Linked DNA regions of Zea mays: region 1 is linked to region 2. Evidence: chromatin contacts called from public Hi-C data. All regions are on one chromosome and are shown on one strand. Each heading gives the region's core, a stretch centred on a gene start, on an enhancer-like site or on the middle of the called end of the contact. The rest is flanking DNA. Distances are from core to core; before and after follow the strand shown. Region 1 holds the start of LOC100273535 (Putative WAK receptor-like protein kinase family protein). Region 2 holds the start of LOC100273686 (DUF1639 family protein).

Region 1 (6,681 bases), core at 74-2,573, 260 kb before region 2:
TTATTTCCACTTATAACCGATTTGATTATAATCACAGTATTGTAGGGATGTTTTTTTTTCGATTCTCGATTGCGCTAGCTTAAAGTTCTAAGACTATCTTCAGTGGTTTACCCATCCATATATCCATATTCAAACTCTACTATGTGAACAGTGCAGTCTAACGTGTAAAACAATGTTATGAGTGACTATATAGGTAGACTATTGGACACGGTCTAAAGCGGCGATCGAAAGGATTACGAGATTGTGCGAAGCGGTTCCCTCTGTGTTATCTTCTTAACTCTCACTTTTTTGTCACCCTCTAAGAAATTTCATCCCTCTAAATCTTAGCTCCCATGGTGGTTCCCTCTTAATCCACCACATATACATAGTTCACCGTATTTCTATTGTGTTTTAGATTAGATTTTTTCTACATATATATTTGTCGTATTCTAAAATGATAAGTACATATTAATTCGTAATTTATATTTAAAAAGTTAAGAGAGAAAAAAAGAACACAGTAGATTTAGGGGTAGGGACAGGATAATTGCTGCAACTTTAGAATGTCCCTAAAACCGGTCTGAAGAATAGTTACCTCTAGCGGGATTCTCAATTTTGAAAAAAGATAGTCGGATTATAAATAAAAACAAATGGGACTATGTGATCACGTGATGCATAGCCAAGAGGTAGTGTCTCTTTCATTGGTATGCGTTTAGAATACTTCCTCCATACAAATAAAAAACAAGTGTCGTTATAGCATTTATACCGACCAATATTTCTCAAATTTAATTAAGAATTTTAGTTAGATAATTAAAATATATTGGCAATATTTATATCTTTATATAACAAATACTATAAAAACAGATACAACAATCTATTAAATATATATATATATATATATATTATAAATAAAAATATTTATAATTAAATTTAAATACTAATATATATATATATATATATATATAATTAAAATTAAAAATATTTGATTTCTTAGAAAAAACGAGAATGGTCATTATTCTGGGATGGAAGGAGCAGCACGCACCAGACAGTGGTACATCGTAGGACCAAGAAGTCTAGGGATGACGTAGCACTAACTAGCAGGCAGGCAGGCAACGATCATTGATCAAACGGCTTGCTTGACACGGACCGGGAAGACCGCCAAGTCCACGCTCCAAGCGCCTCAAGTCTCAATCCGTGTCATCTCCTGCCCCACCAGCAACAGCAACCATCCTTCGCCGAAACCGGGTCAAAGTCTACGGGACCTACCAGTGGCGGCGGCCGCAGGTCACAAAGCAGGAAGCAAACGCGTGCCCAGTTGGAGCTAGCTAACAAAGCAGCTAGATGAAGGGTGAACCCAGCCAACCTCGTCTTCTCCCCGCCATGGCTGCTCACCTACCACGCCTCCCCGTCCTCCTCCTCGTCCTCCTGGCTGCCCATGTCGTCTCCACCTCCGCCCATGCCGAGCCTCCTCTTCCGAGCCCTTACAACACCTCCGCCCATGGCGAGCCTCCTCTTCCGAGCACTTACAACCCATCCATGTGCTCGGAATCGTTCCGGTGTGGCGGCGTCGAGATCCGCTACCCGTTCTATCTTGCCAACGCAACCGCCGACTACAGCGGGAACTACTACTCCTGCGGCTACACCGACTTGAGCGTTTCCTGCGAACTCGAGGTCGAGGGGCCGTCGACGACCTGGACCCCTACCATCCGTCTCGGCGGCGACAACTACACCGTCAAGAACATCTACTATGACTATCATACCATCTCACTGGCGGACAGAGATGTGCTCGGAGGCGGCGGCTGCCCCGTCGTCCGCCACAACGTCAGCTTCGACGAGACGTGGCTGCACAACGCCAGCGCCTTCGACAACCTCACCTTCTTCTTCGGATGCCACTGGGGGCCACGCGATACACTGCCTGAATTTGCCGGCAACAACATCAGCTGCGCCGGGTTCAGTACTCCAACTGTCAGTGGAGGCTCCTTCGTGTTCAAGCCTGAAGATCTTGACGAACAAGAGGAGCAGGAGTTGGCTTCACACTGCGACGAGGTTTTCTCCGTGCCAGTGGGAAGCGATGCTCTGCGGGCGACCGACACCTTCAGCCTCACAGGGTACGGGTACGGCGACCTGCTTAGGCAGGGGTTCGAGTTGGAATGGAATCGGACATCGGAGGATCAGTGTGGCCAGTGCGAGGGATCGGGCTCGGGCTCGGGCTCGGGCTCGGGCGGATGGTGCGCCTACAGCCAGAAGAGAGAATTCCTGGGCTGCTTGTGCAGCGGAGGGAAGGTGGGCAACCCGTTCTGCAAACCATCGAGTAAGTCCTGAACCGACCCTTCGTATTTTCGCAGTCAACAGAGCACGCACCAGTTGCGTTGCGCCAGTAGCTTCAGCTAGCCCCCGCAGTGTCTGGTTCGCCCTCTCCAAACGGACCATGATGCTAAACGGCAAGCGCAGCCCACAGGCGGGCAAGGCCTGGTTCGCCTCTCCAAACGGACAAGTTTGGTAGTGTTGGCCAGAGACGGATGAACTTCTTTTTTGGTCGTTTTCGTTCCTTTGTTCCGTATACGCCATGTTCTAGCCCACCCGAAGACGTGTTTCCAGGGTTGGAGTTGGTAGTGACAGTGTCCTCCCTACCCGCTTTGATTTTCAGCCCCCTTTTCCATTGGTACTCCTATCTATGGTTATGAACTGCTGACCACTTATAGAATATTATAAAAAGTACGAATTTTCTTCTACATAGTAAAAGGGGTTAGAGGGGAGTTCTTTATTTGACATAAATAAAGATATGGGTTCATTTCTTGGTCCTTAAAATATAATTTTTTACTATTTACCACTAGATATAAATTTGGTTCTCTATATGACGCTGCTGTTAGTTCTACCCTCTGACCGTGTTAGCTTTGATGTGAAGAAACAATTCATACATCAATAATTATTCAATAAGGTAAATTTGTTTTTTACAAGAAAGTTAACACCGTTAGAAGTCAGAACTAACGTGGGTGTCATGTAGAAAACTAAATTTACATCCAACATTAAATAGAGAAAAAAATATATTTTGAGGGCTCTTTTTAATGGTTATTGGATGAAGGGTCTAGGTTTTAGTTTGCTAAGAAGAACCATTAGCTTGCGGCTTTTATCACCTGTAGGTACTAGCACCTTGAGAGAGAGAAAAACTTGCTTTTTGTTTCAAATTTTACCTTGAAGTCAAATTTAGCCATACACTTAGCAGGACCACCAGCTTGCTATATCTTAGGCCTTCTTCATCTTCTTTCCTGTTGGGCCTTCCATATCAGTTTCGTTCCAACCGCCGCTCCCTCGCGCTTACCGCTCTGTAATGTTTGCTAGGTGTTTGATTCATCACAAAATCACAGAATTCTTTTTACATGAGTTAGCATCAAGTTCAGAGTGGCATCACGAACTTTCTGGTCACAGTAAGCCTGCAGCTGTATGTGGGATGTAATGAAAGCAATAGCCACTCTGACCGATTCTCCCCTTAATCTGGACGCGATGTCTAGTTCGCCGGGATGTCCACAACTAGGACCGCGTGTGCTCATTTCTCCACGCCTGCCGTCGGCGGGAAGGAGACAGAACTTGACCAGGGCCTGCGATTGCAGCCGCATCACGTACGTGGACAAAACCTGCAAAAGACTGCTGCGGTAATCTTTAGAGACTGAATACCGTAAAATCCGGAGCCAACAAACTTTAATCCGAAGCGAATATCTTTTACCAAGTGACTAGCCAAGCTCTAACCCTGTAGTCGCCACGGGACAGGCCGACAGGGGAGCGACACAGAGGAACAGATGGCGGGTCTGGCAGTGTGGCGCGGTAGGCTGCCAACGTCGCGAATCGGGAGTCCCCTACCGCAGTCCGCAGGCAGGCATCGTGTACCCCTGTGTCCTTGCGCGTCATCAGTGTCAGTCACCTAACCTTCGCCGGTACTGCACGGCTAGCTGCATTTGCCACTGCCAAAGCGAGGCTTAAAACATAATCGCTTGCAAAAAACCACCGGAGCCGGCCCGCCATCCGCTCACCAAAGCCGCGCGCCAGAAACCCCTGAGATTGAACAGAGTTGCCAGCAGCCATGCCTTCCCTAAGCCACCTCGACCGCGGCCTCCTCCTCCTCCTCCCACTCCTCGTACTCGCCGCGGCCGCCGCGTCGCACGGCGACGACGACGACGACGCGTCGTACGCCGTCTCCGCGTGCCGGTCGCGGCCGTACCTCTGCGGCGGCGTGAACATCAGCTACCCGTTCTACCTAGCCAGCGACACCGAGGCCGTCCCGGCCCTGGCCGGCGAGTCCTACTGCGGCTACCCGGGCCTCGCCGTCAGCTGCGGCGGCGAGCCCGTGCTGAGGCTCGGAGACGTCAGCTACGCGGTCTTGCGCATCGACTACGCCAACCAGGTCGTCTCGCTCGCCTACGCGGACGCTGCCGCGGGCGACGACGGCAGATGCCCCGTGGTGGACCACAACGTGACCATCCCGCAGGACGCCCCGGCCCGGCTGTCCCTCCTCCACAGCGTCGTCGACTACCTCCTCTTCTTCGTCGGCTGCTCCTTCGGCCCGGGCCCGGGCCCGGAGGCCGCCGTCCCCAGGCCGCCGAAGCCGCGGTCCATCAAGCCCGTCACCTGCGGAGACGGAGACCTGGGCGGCGCCGGCACGGCCGCGGCCGCCTCCATGACGTTCGTGCTCCCGCGCAGCGAGGTGCCTCCCGGCGACTGGTCGAGCGCGTGCCGGCAGGTCTTCGAGGCGCCGGTGCTCAGGGACTCCGTCCCGTCCGACGCCCAGGACCCGCTGTGGAGGAGCGGCGGCTACGGCAGCGCCCTCCGCGCGGGGTTCCAGCTGGGCTGGGACCGCAGCTCCGGCCCGTGCGGCCAATGCGAGCAGTCCAGCGGCGGCATGTGCGGGTACAGCCGCGGCGGCGAGTTCCTGGGCTGCCTCTGCGCCGACGGCCGCGTGCGCGACGGCGGCTGCAGTACGATATCAGCTGACCCCTCCTCCGCTCTGTCTTTGTCCGGTACGTAAGCCGTGCCTGTCTGTTGTCGTCCAAATCGCCGTGTAGAAATGATCGAGCCTTTAGCGTTGGATAGCGTATCTGTTTCTTGAAGCGATTAGCTGTACTGCCTGCGTATAGAAATAATCCGTGGTTTCCTGCACGCTAACGCTTGTTTCTTGATTCATCTCTGTCCGGAGGAAACACTGGCGCGCTAGAAATAAAATACAAAGCGCTATTCAAATAGGAGTATCTGGGTGTGAAACGAACAAGAGCTTAAGCGCGTCAGTCCAAATTACTTGCGGCTGTCTGCTCACTAGTCACTGACCCGTCCTCGTGCGGCAGAGATGTGTCATAGTCTCGTAGATAGCTCGAGAGCACCGCTCAGATGGCGCAACGGCACCACGCGCTTGTTTTTACCCAGGGCCACCGAGTTGGGTCACGTCGTCGCTCTCAGCATGACCAGGCGTTGAGGAAAATCAATAGAGCCACAGCGACGGTTGCTCCGTCTCGCCCAAGACTTTCCTCTCGGTTGTGTTGTGTCCCCTCGGTACTCCGTAGGCACTTATTACACATGATTGATTGCTTAAGAGGAGCCGTGTCCTTTGCTGCGCCCGGCGGTTGCATGACAGTAGCTTACCTTCATCTTCATGCACAAGACTCGTAGCGTTGTGGCCGAAACAACCACTTGCGGAATTGATGTTTATACGCGTCTAAACGAGAGATCGATGCACACCTGTCAATGTAGTAGCTGCTCTGGTTTCATGCTGAGACGTTCACTTTCAGAAAGCTTAGGAATGTTTCAGATCTCTCTGTCTCGCAAGATATTTGTTTGCCCACCTTTATTTTTGATGCCGACCTCCTACCTATAGCCCTGACCCATATATTATACATTTGCGAGGGACATCATTATGACGACTTTGTAATAATATATACAAAGACCAAGGTGTCGTTTGGTTCACAAATTTGTAACGTAATGGGTAACTGATAACGTTAAATCATGTTTGTTTTAGTCCAATCGTAATTAGATACCACACTAAAAATTGATATCAGCCTATTCAAATTTGTTACCGCCAGTAATCGAACGTAAACCATTACCATTACCATTTGCGTTACATTTCTTGAACCAAACAGTACCCAAGTTCTTGACCAAAGGCCAATTGATTACGTGCCCTCTGGAACTTTCCTCCTGCATCATGTTTATTAGGCTGAGCCCAGCAAAGTTTCTATTTGGATTCGCACGTGTAAAATAGATAAAGAATAGCTATTGTTTATCGTTCCAACAGAGCCCGTATCTATCTTCGCAAATTGTGAGGGGCTCACGACACTTCCTTATTGTGAGGGGCTCGCGACACTTCCTTTTTCTGCGTTTTCTCTCTCATCCCCCTAAATCCAAATCAAACAACCGTCCCACAGTACGGCTGCATCGTCCCTCCTTTTATCTTGGCAGGAGGCAGCGACAGTTGCAAATGCGAGCTGGAATAGGAAGAGCCGCTGGAGAAAAGAAATAGATAGGAAGAGTTTTGTGTGAGTTCTACATACTGTACCTCGTAAAATGGGAATGCGAATCCGATATCTACCGGAGTCGGTCTTACGCATGAAGAGCAGCAAGTTTCTGTGTGATAAAAAAGGAGAGAGAGAGGACAGAAAGGAAGATCTCGTGTGCCATGCTCCACTATTAAAACTATTTGTCTGCGAATTTCAACACAAGAAGGAAACA
Region 2 (7,244 bases), core at 1,330-3,829:
TATGTATAGAGGGTGTACGGTGGTCCTCTATGCACTGTGCTTATTTCTGTGTATGTGTGTTCATGTGTCCACGACTCGTATAAAATAATATATAATGTCAGATCTAGTAACACTGTTGATATAGAGTATGAAATTTAAATAACATAGATGAAGAAGATATAAAAGATATGATTTTTTTAAGAGTGTTGTAAAAGACTGAGAATATTTTTTAGGGAATAAAATTTAGTTGACATTGTTAGAAAGACTATAAAGAAAATATTGAGAGGTGCTCGTCTGCTCCACCACCTGGCCCAGCTACCGCAAAACGCACAGGAGACTGTCCGAGATACCCCACCCCACGAGTGTTAGCGGCGGTCCGGTGGCTTGCCTATCGCTGTAGCAGTTAGGCACACACCCCTAGCAGGCTAGCACGGCCGACGCGCTGGACCGGGCTTCCGGCCCCGCCCCGACAACGCCGTGCCGTCGGTTTACGCGCGCCGTAACTGTACAGGCGGGTAGCCTTTTAGTAATCGCGTATATAAAGGCTCTCGTTACAGAAGATCCGGCGGCGAGCGCACGGAACGGAACGGTAGAACCAAACCCCGACTCCAGTACCGCCTGCCCCGGGTTGGCAGTTCGGCACATCTCGCTCGCATCGATTTTTCGACCGCAGCCGAGGAACGTCACGTGACGCTGACCAATCATGCGTGGCTCGTGCTTCCACGGCGGCTGTACGTGCGAGGTACCATGCCGTAGCTGTTCATGCGCCATCAACGTATGCCGCGTTGCATGAATTTTGAGTCCCAGCCGGTACCTGGTACTAGTACTTGATCTTGGAGTATCAGGGGTCCCAGTGGTTGTCTCAAATAGCGATGATGTGGAGCTCAAAAAATAATAAAAATAGTAACCACTAATATTTAGTTTCACAATTAATATACTTAAATTATTAGAATACATTAAATCTCCTATCTATTTGCTCGCTGTTAGCTACTCTGGATAAACCACAGGATTTCGGGCACTCCCGCGACCCGAAACGCCGCTGCACATGTTCGTTCCAGGCTTCCGTTCCGGCACAGGGAAAGAACGCGAGCGCCAGCAAGGCCCAGCGAAAAGCTGTTACCCAATTCGTGCTGCCCTGCGCCGATCATGAAACCGTGCAACTTGAGAGCTGCAGAGGCAGCTGGTCATAAGGATCTCGGAGTGGGTTACCAGCATGCAACCGCACTGGCAGTGGCAGAGAGCGAGAGATCGATCGATGGACGAGGACGACAAAGCTTAAGATCTTTAAGGGGGAGCGAAAAGTGTTACAAGCGATGGGACATGGCGAGCGGGCACAAGCACCTACCATCAAATCGAGACGACTAAGCCTACTTACAGACGACAAGATTATGCTTAATGTTTCTGGCGACCCATCAATGGTAGAACGGCGAACGACTAGCTGGCCGGCCGGACGCTGGAGCAGACAGCGGCGGGGCTTCGGCGGCTTGCTACTCGTCCGGCACCTTGTAGGCGTCGGCGGTGATCTCGGTCAGCCACAGCCCAGGGAACAGCGCCTGCACCACGGGACACAATAGCCAGAACGAGATTAGCTGGATCTATCGGAGCGTTGTGTTCTTCCGAACAAGAACTGATTATATATATTCGATGACGAGATAGAATAATGCTACGTTTTTTTCTTTCTCGTGCAACATGAAGTGGTTATAGGTGGAGCACGAGGGGCAGTATGGGGAATTGGCCTTACATCGAGCTGCCGCTGCACGACGCGAGGACGCTTCCGGGGACGCCGCCGCGGCCGGGCGCCGGTCAGAGCGTACACGTCGTCCTCCACCTCCTCCGCCGTCAGCGCCACGGCGAACGGCGCGCGCTCCAGGGGCACGGGCAGCCGCGCCTTCTCCGCCCCCGCCCCGGCGGCGTCCCGCGCGTGCGACGCGTCGAGTGCCGCTGCCGCAGCCGCTGCCGCCCCGCGTGCCGTTGGTCGGCGGCACTTCCGGTCACGCAGGTTCCAGGGCCTGGCCGCCGCAGCCTCCTCCGGCTGAGACGGCGTCGGCTGCGGAAGCGGCGCTGCCGGCTCGGGTCCCGGCGGCCGGGGTTGCGGCTTAGGCGGCGGCGGGGGCGGGGGCGGGGGCGGCAGAGGGCGGAGGTGGCCCATGAGCTTGGCACGGGGATCTTTTATCTGACCGTCGCAAGGCAGCTCCATCTGCACGGTGCCCGCGTCGGCGCTGAGACGTCGGTGCGACGACGAGGAGGAGGATGAGGAGGAGGAGCGGCGCCGATCGCGCGCGCCGCCTCCCCCGGTCACTACCGGGCCTGGGAGGGGAGGCACGCGGCGTGCGCGAGGGCGCGGCTGTGGCGCCCACGGCTTGAGGTGGTGCGACGCCGCGGGCGGCGGCTTCGCCCTCGGATCCGCGGTCGCCGCCATGGTCTCCTCGCGGCGTCCGCGCACTGAGGGGAGGCGACGCGACGGAACGGGAGAAGCAGATGCAGCGGGCTGGCGCAGGGGTGGCTGCGGCGGTCGGCTCGCCGGGGGACGTCGAGGCGGCGGTGGAGGAAAGCAAGGAGGGGCCGAGGGTAGAAAGAGACGGACGGCGTGGTCGTTTGCGTCGCAGTGTTTTGTTGTTACGGGGGAGGGGGAGGCCAGGCATCGCCAGTCGCCACGGACGCGAGGCCGTGACAATGGGTGGGAGGCCGGAGGGGGGGCAGTTTGGAGAATTCTGCGGGGCAGGAGCAGGACACGAGCGCCGGAGGCTTGGGCTCTGTGGTTTGTGTAAAAAGGGCATGAGCTGCCCCGGTAGGAGTAGGACGCGATCCCGCGGGGCCCGCTTGCAGCGAGCGCGTGCGCACGAGGCGCGGAGTCCGCGTGCCGGAGCCGGCCGGTGGTGGGTTCGTTTGGAATTTCTCAGGTGGCGGCGGGCCCGGGATGTCAGCCTTGGCGCACGGGGACCGGGTCCTTCCGTTCCCGCGGAGCGGTGTGACGGGTGCGCTGCTGCTGCGCGCCGTGCGGCTCTGACGGGGCCCGCACGCACGGCGCGACAGGCGACGCGAGGGCCGAGAGGAGTTGCCTTGCCTGTGGCTGGCCTACACGGACCACACCAGGCAACTGCAAGCTTTGTGCGGTGCGCGAAACACGTAGCATAGCCACCTCGTCGCGTGCAGCTGCAGCTCTCCGCGACTCAGCAGCTAGAGCTGACAGCTGACACGAATGTTTGTTTGGGCGTCCACTGCCGCATGTGTGTGGCGATTATACTACCAGAGCTACGGCCGCGATCTAGTAGCAAGGGGTAAACAACACAAAGCAGTGCATGCATGCGGAAGGGGCGCTGTCACGTTAGTGTAAAGTCTCAACAAACCTAGCGGTACGATCGATACTGTGCGTGGGGCACAAGTCTGCTTGCCCCTTGCCCTCTGCGCGCGCGATCAACAGTGAACGAGTGGGAAAGATACATAACGTACGTACGCCGCCGCAGGAAGCATGTACACGGTGCATGATCGAGCGTGCCTGCTGCTGCCTAATCCACGCCCTTGGAATTTTGTCTAGTTTAAGATGACATCGATGCATGCCTTTGCCAAGTGATTGCAACGGACACCGGAACAAAAAAAAAACGGATCCAAACCGTCCCCGGAAAACTTTCCTGCCTGCACGCGCGAAGATGCATGCAAAACCGTCCATGGAAAACTTGCTTGTTCCGTGAGCATGGAACTGGATGCATATGCATGCCGCAAGAGGCCGCCGGTGAGAGGACCACGGCACGGCACGGCAGGAAGGCGCATGTGTCAGTCTGGCTTCGGGCTCCGATCCCGGCTCCCGGCCGTAGAACATTTTGTAACGGATAGGTTGAGAGAATCATTGCAGCTAGGCATCATGCATGCTACAATATAGCCCTCGTCATCAAGCTGCCATCGGCAAGCAACTCTAGTCTCTAGCTGTAGCTCTCGCGCGCGGCTCGGCTCGGCGGCTCGCCAAGTCGCCATCCATCCATCATCCCGGCCCTCTTCAGCCGCGCACACAACACGGAGCTCTCTACCGGCCCCCCCATTCTCGCAAAGAATCCGACCGATGTCGTCGCGTCTGTGCGTAACCAGTTCCCGGCCATGTTGCGCGTGCGTCAGCGTCGGGGCTGCGTCGACACGTGACCGGGGGAGCATCGATCGGGCGCGCACAAGATCCAGTAGGGAGAGCTCAGGGCCTCACAGAACAGAAGGCAGCGTCGCATGGTTCAACAGTCTAGCGCGAGCTGCGGTAGCACGTCGGTTTCGCCGTTTCGCGCAGATCCAGCGGGACGCAACGTCGGGGAGGGTTTCTTTCCTTGAGCTTCTGGGCTTTTTGGCCTCGGCAAAGTGTGGAGGGACTCGGGAGGGAGAGTGTGGGAACGGGTGCGAGGCGGGCCACGGCAAGACACACTGTCGGTTCTAACGGGGCCCACCAAGGGACGGCCGGGCCGAGGCGAGGATGGGATGGGAGGGCCTGTTTGTGGCCACTGCCCGCTGGCTTACAGCCTACGTCGACATCGACATACTCCTGTTCTTTTATTATTTCTAACGTAGGTAATTGATAATGTCGAACCATGTATATCTAACCATACTCAAATACTATGCTATAAATTAATACATATATATTTAAACTTATTACCGCTAGTACTCCTAAACAATAAACCCTAAACCAAACATTATCCTTGTCATTTACGTTATATTTTATGAAACAAACAACACCTAGAATTTTTCTCTCGTTATTTTTCACTTTTACTCCACATCATCAAGAATATACCTCATACTTTTTCGCTATCTCGCAGCGGATTCCTCTAAATTTTTCTCATATACCCCACCACAACCATAAAATATCATTTTCCATACCTACCCATAGTCAATTATCATTTTGCTTTCTTCAACAAATAATAACTCGTGCACATGAGAATCGAGACCGCACAACGTTTAGGGGTGACGCTAGATCAAGGGGAGAGAGACAGCCCCCTCATTTAGGGGACTCGGTAGGGGGAACCACTGTGGACTAGAGGGGCATATTGTAGCCTCTACTTTTGCTATAGACACATGGGAGGGGGGGGCGCTGCGAACAGTCTTAGCCCAAGTTCTATATCTCTAGAAGTCTCTCTATCTCACTCTCTATCACACTCCCTATTTTTAAACTCCAATTGGTAAACAGTGCAGTCTATAGTATAAATAGAGTTTTACACTTCTAAATCCACGCTCCACTAGAGATTGTCGCCTCTGATAGTCATCTAGAGGGGGGTGAATAGGTGACACTAAAAACACAACGTAAACAAAAAAACTCGATCCAAATGAAGTATTAGTGCAAAACTGAATCAAGTCTAAGTGATAAGGAGGAGAGGTTCATTCACTTGATTGCTCTCACAAGATTGCGGAATTAACTTGAGCAATATCACATGTGAAGAACTAGAGGGTAGAAAGGAAGAATTCGCAAAGAGAATAAGCATACAAGACACTTCGATTTTTTCCTGTGGTTCGGTCAAGCCTCAAATAGCTAATAGATGAAATATTAGATAGGGTATTTAAATGTCTCTAGCTAATTTTAACCACTAACTATTAACTCTAGTGCATTTAAACACCCCCTAAATCTTGGCTTAAGGATTGGAGTATGGTTGAGAAAAAAATTCAACCTACGATAAATAAAAATAGATTTTCTCACATAGGTCCATACAAACACTGAACTTCTGCTCTACTTATACACGATGACAATGTACCATGTGAGAATGACTGATCAATCTTAGGTCTGTGAAGCTATAACCACCTAACTAAGAGGATGTTTGAATGTACTATAGATAATAGTTAGTGGCTAAAATTATTTGAGACATCCAAACACCCTAGCTAATAGTTCAATTATTAGCGATTTTTGGTAAATTAGTTAATAGTTAGATAGCTATTTGTTAACTAACTAATTTACTAAGAATTTTTAGCCAACTAACTATTAGTTCTAGTGCATTTAAACACCCCTTAACTCGGCTAGAGGTCATTTTGTTTTGTTTGATAATCGGACCTGGTAATGCTGATACTTGTTGACAGGATCCAAGCTATTGAATGCGGTGTCCGCAATTAACATAAAACCAACAGTGTCAAGATAGCAAGCACAACTAATTAATTCGAGAGATACTTATCTCTGCACACCATGGCAAAATTTAAAGCACTAGAGACCCATGGTACTCTAATAAGGAACTATAAATCCAAAACAATGGATGAGGACATGAGAGGCTATAGACAAAGGGGTATTTAACAGTGTGAATCTAGCCATGAAATGATGTCGTTAATGGCAGTTGAAATCCGGTCATCTGGTTCTCCCTCTAAGATTGAATGGTAGCTGCCTTCATAGAGCTTGAGGGTCTTGTCCTTCGTGCTGGCTTTCTCATAAAGGAATTTGCTGACCTGAGGATCGGTTACCATGTCTGCGGCTCCGTGAAGAATCAGCAATGGAGAGGAGATCTATATAGGAATATCATAAAAGTGTTTTTGTGTTAGGTACTTCAACGAGAAGGAATGTACATACCAAACAAAAACGCAGTGGTCTCATGACTTGCATCCAGAACATGTTTAAACGATACAAAACAGAGAGATCCAGATCCATGAGCAAAAGTGCAAGCAATAGTGACCTTTTCCAACTGTGATTCAATGTCCTTCGTGGCTTTTAAAAGTTCAACTGCTGTTCTTAATCTCATTTGGTCAGAATATGAGATGGCATTGTACTCAGCCTGAAAATGAAAATGCCAAGATAAATAACGTCAATAAATATTTCAACCAGCAGTGCTGTATTGATTTAATTTCTAGAGGTACATAAACTATTACCAGAAGGTCATGGCAAACAAGGCAAATTGTAAGAGACTTGGCCCTGTTTGTTTACTTCCAGGATCATATAATCCAGCTTATGGATTATGTAAGCACCTAGTGACCTGGTTATGGATTTATCATAATCTAGGTATCTAGATTATATAATTCACCTAATAATCTGTATTGTTTGTTTGATTTTTAACTTATTTAAGTTGGATTATATAATCTAGAAGGTAAACAAACAGGGTCTTAGTATTGCACAAACTAACCTATGCAAAATGTGGCTATTAAAATACTGCAGAGAAGAGAGACAAACCATGCACACAATAATAGGATATGCGCTGGATATTACATTGCATTCGTGCAAATCAAGTTGAAGATAATAGCGCAGAAACTGTCCAAGAAACTTACTACTTTCCTTTTCCTTGGATCTCTAAATGCCAAATCTCCTATATCTTTCTGCGGAAATAACTTCG

What was found. A called contact is a pair of places that touch in the nucleus more often than the background predicts.
Region 1: a Hi-C map of ear shows a contact between it and region 2, with 2.7 times the contacts expected there. The contact joins the promoter of LOC100273535 here to the promoter of LOC100273686 in region 2. A contact is called at or near these places in 3 of 25 Hi-C or Micro-C datasets (ear, endosperm and leaf).

Annotation. Positions count from the first base shown.
Region 1 is chr8:155,843,440-155,850,120 of Zm-B73-REFERENCE-NAM-5.0, reverse strand. LOC100273535 (Putative WAK receptor-like protein kinase family protein) reads left to right here and starts at 1,323. Exons shown (of 5, transcript NM_001147953.1): 1 at 1,323-2,287. The coding sequence starts at 1,357. It overlaps LOC118473155 (a long non-coding RNA gene), which reads right to left. Exons shown (of 2, transcript XR_004852170.1): 2 at 5,999-6,681.
Region 2 is chr8:155,582,723-155,589,966 of Zm-B73-REFERENCE-NAM-5.0, reverse strand. LOC100273686 (DUF1639 family protein) reads right to left here and starts at 2,579. Exons shown (of 1, transcript NM_001148098.1): 1 at 1,238-2,579. The coding sequence starts at 2,398. The coding sequence ends at 1,643. It overlaps LOC100382242, which reads right to left. Exons shown (of 8, transcript NM_001366780.1): 6 at 7,180-7,244; 7 at 6,594-6,692; 8 at 6,023-6,426. The coding sequence ends at 6,217.